3 separate regions of the Mus musculus genome follow, and regions 2 and 3 are each linked to region 1. Evidence: chromatin contacts called from public capture Hi-C and promoter capture Hi-C data. All regions are on one chromosome and are shown on one strand. The core of a region is the stretch at or near the end of the contact, and the rest is flanking DNA. Distances in the headings are between cores, read along the strand shown.

Evidence for each region. Promoter capture Hi-C pulls out the DNA fragments that hold promoters and counts their contacts. Capture Hi-C pulls out chosen DNA fragments and counts their contacts.
Region 2: a contact with region 1 is called in a capture Hi-C map of embryonic stem cells, with 2.1 times the contacts expected there. The contact joins the promoter of Slc35f6 here to the promoter of Garem2 in region 1. A contact is called at or near these places in 1 of 39 promoter capture datasets (embryonic stem cells) and 1 of 9 other capture datasets (embryonic stem cells).
Region 3: a contact with region 1 is called in a promoter capture Hi-C map of pre-B cells, with 6 times the contacts expected there. The contact joins the promoter of Ube3c here to the promoter of Garem2 in region 1. A contact is called at or near these places in 8 of 39 promoter capture datasets (the 3T3-L1 cell line, the HPC-7 cell line, the SN4741 cell line and 4 more), 5 of 484 Hi-C or Micro-C datasets (the G1E-ER4 cell line and embryonic stem cells), 3 of 115 datasets of contacts at active chromatin or transcription factors (astrocytes, embryonic stem cells and stem cell-derived neural progenitor cells) and 1 of 9 other capture datasets (embryonic stem cells).

What each region holds. Positions count from the first base shown.
Region 1 is chr5:30,103,357-30,107,190 of GRCm38.p6, reverse strand. It overlaps Garem2 (GRB2 associated regulator of MAPK1 subtype 2), which reads right to left and starts at 1,995. Exons shown (of 6, transcript NM_001167879.1): 1 at 1,788-1,995. The coding sequence starts at 1,899. It overlaps 3110082J24Rik (RIKEN cDNA 3110082J24 gene), which reads left to right and starts at 1,105. Exons shown (of 3, transcript NM_001256263.1): 1 at 1,105-1,184; 2 at 1,777-2,128; 3 at 3,273-3,607. The coding sequence starts at 1,832. The coding sequence ends at 3,302.
Region 2 is chr5:30,645,873-30,649,706 of GRCm38.p6, reverse strand. Slc35f6 (solute carrier family 35, member F6) reads right to left here and starts at 1,768. Exons shown (of 6, transcript NM_175675.3): 1 at 1,609-1,768. The coding sequence starts at 1,685. Mir5625 (microRNA 5625) reads right to left here and starts at 1,771; the gene lies at 1,692-1,771.
Region 3 is chr5:29,567,480-29,571,313 of GRCm38.p6, reverse strand. Ube3c (ubiquitin protein ligase E3C) reads right to left here and starts at 2,072. Exons shown (of 23, transcript NM_133907.3): 1 at 1,734-2,072. The coding sequence starts at 1,799.

The DNA.
Region 1 (3,834 bases), core at 746-3,245:
CACATCTTACAATTTTTCTACCAGCCCAATGAATGGGAAATGGTTTACTCTAACAGCGGGGGACTTCATAAAGCATGTCTATGTGGGGTGAACAATGGGTGGGGTATGCAGGGCTTTCAGGGGAAGATCTCCCATTCTGGGTGTGAGGATGTATGTGCACTAAAGTGCAAATATGCACAGGGGAGGTTTGTTGTTTCTCCTCCAGCTCTACAAGCTCTCCTTGGAGCTAATCTAACAAGCCCCACCCCCCACTCCTCCACAGAGACACAGGCCAAAGCCACACAGGTATACACACCAATAGCCAGGGGTCACCCTCAGCAATAGTTCAGCTGCACCCAACAAGACAAATGCTTGTCATCCAAACAGCACAACTCAGTCTCAAGATCCTACCAGGGGACCCCTCCTGAATGCATACCAACGAGAGGACTTCCAAGGACACACAATTTCAAGCATACATTTTTATTCTAATGGTTACGACAGTAATAACCACACTGTCACAGACAGCTAGGCCATCCCACACTATTGCTCATTCATTCATTCACTTAATGAATGAATGTCCATACTCCTTGGCCCTCCCCAAAAGCCAGCAGCCCTGTGGAATGGGGCGCACAGGTGTCAGGGAAGCACAGAGAAGTCCTAGCCATAAAGAAGCGCTCAGAAAAGAACTCAAAGAAAAGGGTGTCAAAGAGATGCGTGGGAAGTGAGCAGGAAGAACCTAGGGCAGAATTTCCTATTCACAAGCAGACACAGTCCAGCTGCAAGCGCAGTCCTGGGATCTCACGCTGAGCAGTGAGTGAGGTCCCACCAGAGTTAGACTGCCAGGTATTCCACCTAAAGGACCGGGACACACTGAAGTCCCACTGAGCCTGCTTCGGCCCGCCTGGTGCTCACTGTGCCCAGTTCTTGCTGTTGCGGGTCTGAGGAGGGGCTGCCAGTCCAAGAACAGCACAGGAGTCCCATTAGCATTCAGGGAAGCGAGTGTGCCAACGCGGGCCAAACCCCTATTCTTCTCACACACAAAACCCCCAGCCTGGCTGCCAGCCCCGGCTCCCGCCCCTCCCCCAACCAAACAGCTCCCCTTTCCCCCAACACTACAGTCCTCTTGCTCTGTGCAGCCTTCAGGCTCTCCTATATTCGGTCCCATCATCGGAACACCCGCACCTGCTGGCGAAATAGGACGAGAGGTGGGGGAGGGCCGGGGGTCCTCTGCTGAGATAGGGAAGGGTGTGTGTGTGTGGGAGGGGGGTGCCTGGTGGCCGGCCCGCTCACTCAGGCCTCTCCGGAGGATAGTCTGCCCGTTGCCAAAAGACCTCAGGATGTCAAAGGACGGTTCAGGAAAGGTCCCAAAAAGGGACTAGCGGGGATGGTAGGGAAAGACCTATCGTGGTCCAAGAGATGCGGTACGATGAAGGTGAGAGGCTGGAAGACAAAGGGATCAAGGGGGTGCGGCCTGGGCAGGGGCCGATAGGCGCCGGGAAAGCGGGGTGCACCGACAGAGCGGCCCACAGACTCAGCATCGCTACTGGCTCCAGGGGGACTGAAAACTTTGTTGCAACCCTGCGGCCAGTTACTAACCCTGTGGGGGGTCGGAGGGGCCCAGAAGCGGCTCCCAGACTTGGGGGCTCCGGTTGTGCCAGGAGCAGCCCCAGAAGACAAGCAAAGCCCCCCATCAACGGGGACAGGGAGGGTAGTGACTGAATGCGCCTGTAAGTCCTGCCAGCTCCAACAGAGCGAAGCCCCGACTTTTCGCATCCTCCGCCTCCGTCTCCCCTCTAGACACCGGGTACCTGGTCCGAGGCAGGCGAGCGTGGGCAGGCGGCAGCGGCTGACGATGAGGTCCAGCGGGAAAGCGCCCATGCTCCAGCGCAGCCCGGCCAGCCCGGCCGCCAGCTTCTCCATGGCATGGGCGCTCCCCGGGGTTCGCCGTCCCGGGACCCCGACGGCCAGTCCCGCGCAGCTCGGGCTGCGCGCCCACCACCTCCTCCTGGGCCGAAGCGGCGCTCCCCGCCTGGCAGCCCAGCTGAGCCTCGGGAGTCACGTGGCCAGCCTCCTTCCACGGGGCATCAGCCCCCACCCCCATCCCCGCCCCGCGCCCCGCCCGCCGGGCCCGCACCCCCGGAGCGCCCAGGTGACAGGGTGCTCGGGGTGGAGATGGTTAGGGAAAAGAGAACAGGTCCGATGGGACTCTGGCCGGGTGGGTGTCCGAGGTTTTCCCCTCGTGCCAAGGCCTCGCGGAGTCCGGACTCAGGATTGCTGCGTTGCTCACATCCGCTACTCCAAGCTCAGCGGCGGGGATGCTCAGACTGGGGAGGAGCAAAGAGGGCAGGCGGCACTTGGAGTTTGAATCTAAGTAGTGTTGGAATCCTGTAAGAGCACTTTCCGAAACCCCGCTCCACCCCCCCCACGCCCTCCCCCTCCCCCCAATCTGCTCTGTAGATGGGAAAACAGATTCAAACCTGAACGATTGGGGTCAGTGGCAGCACTCTTTTTTTTTTTTTTTTTTTTTTTTTTAAACCGTCTCTTTCTTTTCTGTTCTTTCTACCAACTTTCATATCCCCTCCTGTCTGAAGCTCTCGAGTTCTTAGAGGAGAAGCCTTTCCCAGAAACTTTGCTGGCCTTGCTCTCGCACCCATCTGGAGGCTCACTTCGCTTCAGTGTGTCTGCGGCGCCCTCTGCAGGTGCAGGCCGGTCGTGGCTGAGTGCTCTTCAAGAAGGACCTTGGTCCCTAGTCTGGTCCTTAAAAGTATGGACTCTATTCAGTCTTGGCCTCCATGCCCTCAGGAGACTTCAACACGTGTACACACAAACCCTTTCATCTGATGCGCCTGAACCCGTCTTTTTGTATGTAGTCTAGGTTGGTCTTCCCACCCTCCTGCCTTAACCTCCTGGAGTACTACAGGCCAGGCATTACAGCCTTGAGCCATGGCGCCAAGAGCGTTTTTTCCCTTTTCTTTTTCCATACTCAGGGCCTGCCACGTGTGCTCCTCCAGCCCTTCTCTTGTTTTCGGTTTTCAGACAAGGCTCAAGAAGCTGCCCGGGCTGACCTTGAACTTCTTTCTAGCATAGCCACATCATTGAATTTCCCTTCCTTCTGCCTCAGTACCCCAAGCAGTATTTAATGGGCGTGGGGGCAGATGAAGGATGGAGCCGTGAAAGAGATGAGTGAATGAAAGTTCACTTTCCCACCTGGTAGGGAAGAGGGTCTCTCTTGAATAGTGTGACCACATGTTGTGTAATAGTTTCCTCTGAAGTTGAAACATTTTATCCTGCAGGCAAGCTTCTTAAGAAAGAAGATAAACTAAAGGAGCCTCAGGAAGTCCCTGAAACTCATCAGATTCTTTAGGACCAGCTCCAAAGCCATGCAACAAAGAAGACTCTGAGACCAGATCAGCAAGACCTGGAAGAAGCAGAAGCCTACCGAGCTACCTTGAAGAGGCTTAGACCAACTGAGCCACCTTGGAAGGGCACTCTCCCACCTGTTGAGCAGTGCAGTGTATTCCAGATTCCCAGCTTCGTGAGCCGGGGTGGGCTTTAGTAATGCAGCTGTCTTCGAATCACTTCTGCTCTATATTCCTTCCCCACATTCCCAATAAAACTCATGGTTCAGGAAACATAACTTTGGTGGCATCTGTAGTTTGGTCTGTCATGGGCTCCCTGAGGTGAGTAGATATGTGTGCCTCCACAGGAAAAGTTTTGTCACACAACACAATATGACAGTTTATAGGGTAAAGGCCAGGGCTGCAAGCATAACCCAGACTCTGGACAGCAGTTGTGTAGGGCTATACTGCCAAACCCTGAAGTAGGCATCACATCTTGAGGCAGTATTCTCATGCA
Region 2 (3,834 bases), core at 519-3,018, 540 kb before region 1:
GGAAGGGCTGAGTCAGCATGGTTTATCTAAGCAGTAAATGACCATTTGGATTCTTCCTGGGGACAGCAGCCTGGACAGACATTAGCCACTCTCAACATTAGGAGCAGTCCTTGTTTAGTGTGAGAATCTCATTGAAAGACACCCAGAGAAAAGCCCAAGAACTGCATAGGTCCTATTCTGGGTTGCATAGATTGTGTCCTCCTTTAGGGGAAGGGAGGGGGCACATGTGCACACATGTGTCTCTTCCACAGGGACTTTCTCTCGGCCACTTCTTCTCTCTCACACTGCAGGTACCTTACAGTCACCCTGATGAGTGCCCATGTCTTTTCTGGGCACTTCACAGCGTTGACAGACTTTGTTGTTAGATCCAAGAATCCTGAGAAGTAAATATGAAATGGCTACACGAGGCTCACAGCCAGCTTCTCAATGCACAGAGGCCCAGGAAAGCCAGAGCACAAGCCTGGAGGCCTTTCACTGGGAGCCGCCACACCAACTTTCTTTCCTAGCCAGGCCCAGTAAGAAACTGAGGCTAGACTTGGAGAGGGGCATTGTTCGCTGCTGCCCACACGCACACTGGACAAAGGACAGATGATGCACACTGAGGATTTTGGATGCAAATAGATAAAGAAAGGCCTTGCCCTGAGGCAGAGGCAGAGGCAGAGGCAGATAAACTGACAAACAACTGTCAAGTTAAAGCTAGGCCTTTCTGCCAACAATGGAGGAGACCACATTAACTTTCTCAGCTTTGTGATGCCTGGGCCTTAGCTCCCAACCAGCTGAAGACCTTTACTCCCACACACCAGAGTGCAAGTACCCAGCTACCATTCTGGTTTCGGTTAAGGAGCCTTTTCTCCAGATAGACACTTTCTTTTGATCCTCTGGGTCAGTCAGCCTTGTGGCTTCATTTTGGTTTGTATCACCTGCCTCTCTTGATGGCACCTGCTAGGTGTTCTCACTGTAAGCAGAGCCAGAGTGGTTCCCAGCCTCACATAAACCTCTGCGTTTATCACACTGATTCTTTTTTCAGTTCTCCCACGTTCAACGACGTGGTGTGCCCTCTGATTATGGAGGGAAAAAGTCCAGCTGGGCATTTGATGCTGTGAACAAGCAACTTGGAGCTGGCCTTTCTCTTTCCTGCCTCCAAACCTCTGCCACCCACATAAGAGCCCCAACTAAGCATCAAGATGTTGTCTATTCCCTTTCTTTCCCCATGAATGACCCTATGGCCACCTCCTCCTGGCTTGCCCATCCCTTCAGCTCGGCCTCTCCAAGAGCACCGGTGCTTCCCAGGCAGGCCCCCAGCCTCCTGCTGGAAGTCTCTCAGTCTCTGACCGCAGCGCCAGAGCGCCGCCGGGAGAAACTGATCCAACCCTTCGGTTCAAAGATGAGGAACTGAGGCTCAGAGATAGAAGTGACCGCGAATCAAAGTGGCCTTCAAATGCCCGCTTTCTCCCGGCCTCTCACCCCTTCGTCCACACCAGCGCGACTGAACTCTCGGTAATGTGGAGGGCTGGTGGGGTTGGAGAGTAGCGGACGGGTGGGGGACAGGGCGCCGGGTGTCAGCACCCACCGGCCCAGCAGGTCCCTCCCGGTCTGACCCAGACTCACTTTGCCGAAAGCGTGTTGATGGAGCCGGTGACCAGCATAAGCCCGGCCAGGAACAACTGGTACTTAGTCCAGGCCATAGTGGTGGACACGAGAGACCACTTGAATCAGCAGCTCCAACCCGGGTCACCCGGGATGTGGAGTCTCCTACTCAAGAACTTCCGGGCCGGGAGTCACATGACCCCACTGGCCCACGCCCCACGCCCGCTAGCCCCGCCCCGGAGCTGCCACCGGTCTTTGGTAGGAGAGCTGGAGAAGCAGAGTGCAGGGTCCCGGGCCAAGGCTACCAGATTTTCTTTTCTTTTCCATTGCTCGGCTTCCTTTTCTTTTTGTAGTGCTAGTGTCTCATGCATGCTGAGCGAGCCCTGTACTTCTGCAGCGTACGCTCCCAGCCTCTTGGCCTCCCGGTTTGTAAAATGGGCGCTCGGGGTCATGTAGAGATGCTTAGGCAATCTTAGAGCATTTTATAAACAATTTTGAGAGGTTGAGACTGGCAGTTGGTAATAGTTACAGCGTGGGAATCTCTTTTCTCCAGGATCTCCAGAGAACTGGAGTCCTGAGAGAAATGTCCCTAGGGATCCCAGCCCGTTGAATTGCTCACATCTTTCAGTAAAGGGAGCATTTGAGTTGAGTTGTAGCTTCCAGTAGGGTGTTTAACAGCTAAAACACAAACTGGGTGTGCATTCCTAGCACTTGAAAAATGAAGGCCAGTTTCCACTATATAAGGAGTCTGAGGCCAGACTGAGTAACTAAGTAAACAAATAATTAAAATAAAATGAAAAATGAAACCACAGAAGCCAAGGATTAAGGTTATGCTTATGAGTAGCAGTGGTGTGTGTGTGTGTGTGTGTGTGTGTGTGTGTATGAGTGTATTATATATATGTGTGTGTTGGGGGTGTGGACTTGAAGATAAAACACCATGGCTTTTGTATAGTTCCTGCATTAAGCTTCCCCACGTACCCCTGAGGACCCCTATAAATATTGTTTAGAAGCATCCCTACAGAAAGACCAGACCTCGGTTTGTGTGTAGAGGACTTCTAGCATTTAATTAATTAGTTTTTGAGACAGGATCTTGTTATATAAGCCAGACTGTCTTCCAGCTCACTGTGTACTCCAAGATGGACTCCAGTTCATGACTGGCTGTCAGTTTGTTAAAAAATAAATTTATTTATTTGTGTGTTATTGGAGGGCACTTTCAAGGCATATGTGGTACATGTGGAGGTCAGGGAACAACCTAGGGGAGTGGGTTCTCAGCTGCCAGCTGCCTACCTTCCTGTTCCATGTGATTGGCAGCTCATGCCCTACCACAGGTAAAAACAAAAACCCCCAAACACGCTTGATGGCCATTTGACCCACCATACATAGTCCCTCTGTTTCTGAAGATCCTATTACTGCAGGTATGAAAAAAAGGGTGTTTTGACCACTTCTTCCTGGTTGCCTTGAACTTGTAAACATGTATAGTATACACTCAAGGGACTGTAACATCTGTTTTGGGAGATGAGGTAGAGAATGTATTATAAGTAGGGTCTTGAACAAAAATATAGGAGGCTATCGTACAGACAGGGAAACATCTTTCATGTAAGAAGGGTTATGTGTTGGATAGCTCTTGGACCTACAGAACATTCCAGAATTTTTCTTCACGAGAGTGTGCTCTTTTCAGTGAAACCAGGGATAAAAGATCCAAGAGGTGACTTCTGAGCTATGTGTCCCCCACAGTGCTTTTAGTTTTGTGTCATTTCAAAGGAAGTAGTAATTTATCCAAAACTGTTTCCTGAGACATTGGAGACTAGATGAAACACAACTGTGTCCTAAAGGGACACCATCTGCCAGGCCTCCCCACCCCTATTCCCCATGGGAGACAGTTCTTATCGACTACAGTAGGACTCTGGGCTATTTTCCCATAGGTTCAGGCCAAGGATACTTGCCTGACATAAACATTACTAATGACATTGGTGTCACTAGCCCGACATGATGTCACTAGCAGAGCAGTCTTTGTCTCTAGAGTCACATTAGAAAGTGAATTCTAATTTATTATATCATGCTGTAAGCACTCATCAAACAGCTGTCTCTGAAGTCTGGTACACAGGAGGATTTATTGGCAAAAAAGCACGTAGAGCCTACCACGTGTAAGGTCCAGAGTCAAGTACCCCTCCCAGAGTAACCAGACAAGAAGTTCAGGATGAGACACTGTTGCATATGCCAGAAAGATATTGCTGAAGGGATCCTGGT
Region 3 (3,834 bases), core at 823-3,322, 540 kb after region 1:
ATTAGCCTGAAAGAAGTACAAAAACAATTGAAATAAACAAACAAAAAAACCAGTCATTAGTACACCATAACTTTTCAAGGTTTAAATCTTATCTCCCCAACAAACTCCCCAATAAACTCATCAAGTCTTGGACTTTTCCAGCATATAGTTCTTAAAGATAATAAACATAAAAATATTCATTAACTTTGAAAAAGGAAAAGATCAATTTTCCACTAAGCTGAAGAAGGGAAAGATTTCAAATTATAATTTAAGACATGAATGAAGTATACTAGAATGGCCATTAATTCCAAAGACTCTTAATATCACTTACTGGCCAGGATCTGAGTCAGTGGTGCCCTCAGACTGCTGGCTGTAGGGTAGTGGGCACATCAACTCGGGAAGTAACGGGCAGTGTGCACCAGCAGAACACAGTGTAAGCAACATCCACCAAAGCACCCATGAAAACCAGGATGGGTTAATTATGGTTTTTTCAGGTCCTGAACTAACAGGGACACAGTGGGATGGAAGAATCTATCAAAGAAAGCACCTAGCTCAAGAAGCAAGGCACAGAGGCTGACCAAGCTTCATCTGACCTCGTTTGCACGAAGCTCAACGTTAAAAGTGACCTGTAGAAACTGGTCAGAAAAGCAGTTTGCTTGGTGAAGAACAATTATGGGTAGGATGGGACATTCGTTTTCAGGAGTGACCATTTACAAATGTGTGTCCAGATAAAAATCCTTTATAAAATGAAGCTGGAGCAAAGGCTCAGCAACACTGCTCTCAAACGTACAATAATTTGGGGGAAAAAAAAAGACAAAAAATTTTACATTAAAGGGCTAGGGAGATGGCTAAGCAGTTAAGGTCACTTATTGCTTTTACTGAGGGTCTGGGTTTTCTTCCTACTACCCACATGTCAACTCACAAGTGTCCTTAACTCCAGTTCCAGGAGATCGGAAGCCCTCTTCTGACCTCTGCGGGAACTAAGCAAGCCTGTGGTGCACATTACATACATGCAGGCAAACACTCATATGTATAAATTTTTAAAATAAAGCTTTAAAATTTCGCCTAATGGGAAAAAAAAATCCTTTTAACAACTCTAGGGATCCTGTCTGGATTCCGGGCTCGGCCTAGAGCATCACGGCCGATTGCCTTCATCCTTCAGACAGCCCCAAAAAGCCGACCAGTGTCAAAACCATCACCAAGCAAAGGTCCAAAAGCGACCGGGGCCTCAGGCCTCAGGCAGGCAAAACTCTGTATTGCTCCGAGTGGGGCAAGCTAAAGCGCGATGCAGATTACAAAGACCTTGTCCTACCTGCCCCCTCCCACTTCACAGGCACGAGGGACTCTTCCCTAAGCTGTTCTTGAGGGCAAGGCACTCACTCCAAGCTTTGTGAGGAGCGGGTATGTCAAGTTTATAGCTTGTAAAGAGTTCTTAAAGGGCGGAATGGGGGCGGGGGCACCTGCCTCGCCCTGCTGGACAGCTAACTGTGTAACGCCCCCAGCCAGACTGCCAGTGCACGTGCTTCCAGGTCAAAACTGCGGCCCTTGGGCAGGCGGCCGCGAGGTCGCAATGAATGACCCAGCCGCTCAGTCCGCGGCTCGACAGCGCTCCTCTGGAGCCTCCTCACAAACCTGTCAGGACTGCACCGCAGCCGCACCCGGCTGGAGCTCGCTCCACACCTTACAGCGGAGCAGCGCCGCCTGGGTGCTGTCAGACCCGGGTTCGGTTAACACCTCGGGCCGCACCGCCTCACCTTCCTGCTCGCGCCACCGAGAGACACTTTGGGCCTTGTCTTGAAGTCGCCTTCGAAGCTGAACATCTTCGCCGCTTATCCCATCTGCGCGGCCCGGCAGGCAGCGGAGCGGCCGGGGGCGGGCCCGGCGGGCTGGGCGGGGCCCGGCAGGGTCGCGGCCTCGCTGTCCCGCGCCGCCCCCCCCGAGGCTCAGCGCTCTCCGCCCTGCACGCGGGCGCGAGCGCGGCGACGCTGGAGGCCGGCCTGTCCCCGCTGCTTATTTATCCACAGCGCGCCACCGTCAAGCGAGGGACGCCCCGACTCGCGCCTGCACCGCGCTGCCGTAGGTACCAAGATGGTGACCGCCCGCACTGCGCGCGCGGTCCCGTGAACGTGCGCGGTCATCGACGGCGCGGCGCTCCTCCCGGCAGCCCCCGCGAGCGCGGGCACCGACGCCAGGGCCGCCATCGATAATACGGTGCTCCTCCCGGCAGCCCTTGGACTTGCCTGCGTGCGCGGCTCCGCGGGTGCAACATCCTTCCGCGCGTGCGTCATGCCACCAGACGATTTCCGCCGCCCGCCGCCCATTGACGCCGACCGGGTCGCGCGCACTGCTGGAGACCGGAAGCCCTGCATAAGAGGCCGCTTTCACCCTCCAGCTAGATGTGGGGGAACAGGTTACTAATGCAGAGACTCTACACCATGACAGACAGAGACGAATAATATATGTTATACGAACAAAGGTATTCGTGAACACACACCATACAAATACACAAATGCACACCAACAAATGAAAGTTATATTCATATATATATTCACATATTCATATATATATATATAAATGCATGCCAAATGTATAAATGCATCATAAATACATAATGCACAAATATACCCTATCATATATCTATACACTTATGCATGTTTAATATATGTATGTACATGTATAAAAACGTGCTATTACATATACATAAGCACAAACATAAATATACACAAAGTAATGTAAATGAATCGATGTCATATACAACATATATACATACACATATGTCATACAAACCAACATAAATATATATCATGTATGCATGCATATATACACATATACATATGCATAAAACAGTATGCATATACATAGAGTTTAACACAAATACATGCCATGGCATGCATAAAAAAAATATATATTATGCATATATGTCATGTACATGCACAGTATTATATAGTATATGCTCTGTGTACATACATATATGTTATGTATATTGTGTATACACAAGTATATATACAGATACATAAATATATCACATACACATGCATTACCATGTGCACATGATAGAAGACATCTTGTTTTGCTTTGTTTTTGTTTCTTCTTCAAAAGATTTATTTATATGTATGAATATTTGACCTGCATGTATATTACGTGTCTGTGAATTATGTGTGTGTGCTTGGTACAAGACAGTGCATTGGATCTCTTGGAACTGGAATTGCCATGTAGGATCTGGAACTGAAACCAGTTCTTCTGCAACAAGTGCTCTTAACTTATGAGCCATGTCTCCAGCACAGTTTAATTTTTTGTTTTTGAAATAAGGTCTCACTGTATAGCCCTAGCTGGCCTGGACCTCACAGTGATCCTCTATCCACTGCCTGTTAGTGTTAGGATTAAAGATCTGTACCACCATACAAGCCAGTCCTCTTTTTAATTAAAAAAATGTACATTTTAGTTTACTTAGTGTTTATGGGGTAGGGTGCATGCCATGATGTGCATGTGGAGGTCAGAGTACAACTTGTCTCTCTTTCCACTATATGGGTACCAGGAATCAAACTCAGGTCATAAGACTTGGTAGCAAGCAACTGGTACTTTTCATCTGTTCTATCATTTTACCAGTTCTCTCTCTCTCTCTCTCTCTCTCTCTCTCTCTCTCTGTCTCTCTCTCTCTCTCTCTCTCACTGGCTCTGTGTGTGTGTGTGTGTGTGTGTGTGTGTGTGTATGTACACATATTTGAATGTCAGAGGATAATTTATAAGAGTCTGTTCTCCACTACCAAGTGTATTCAAGAGTGTGAGTTCAGTCGTCAGGCTTGATGGGAAGCACATTTACTGCTGAATCATCTTGCCAACCTCAAGTTTAGTGCTG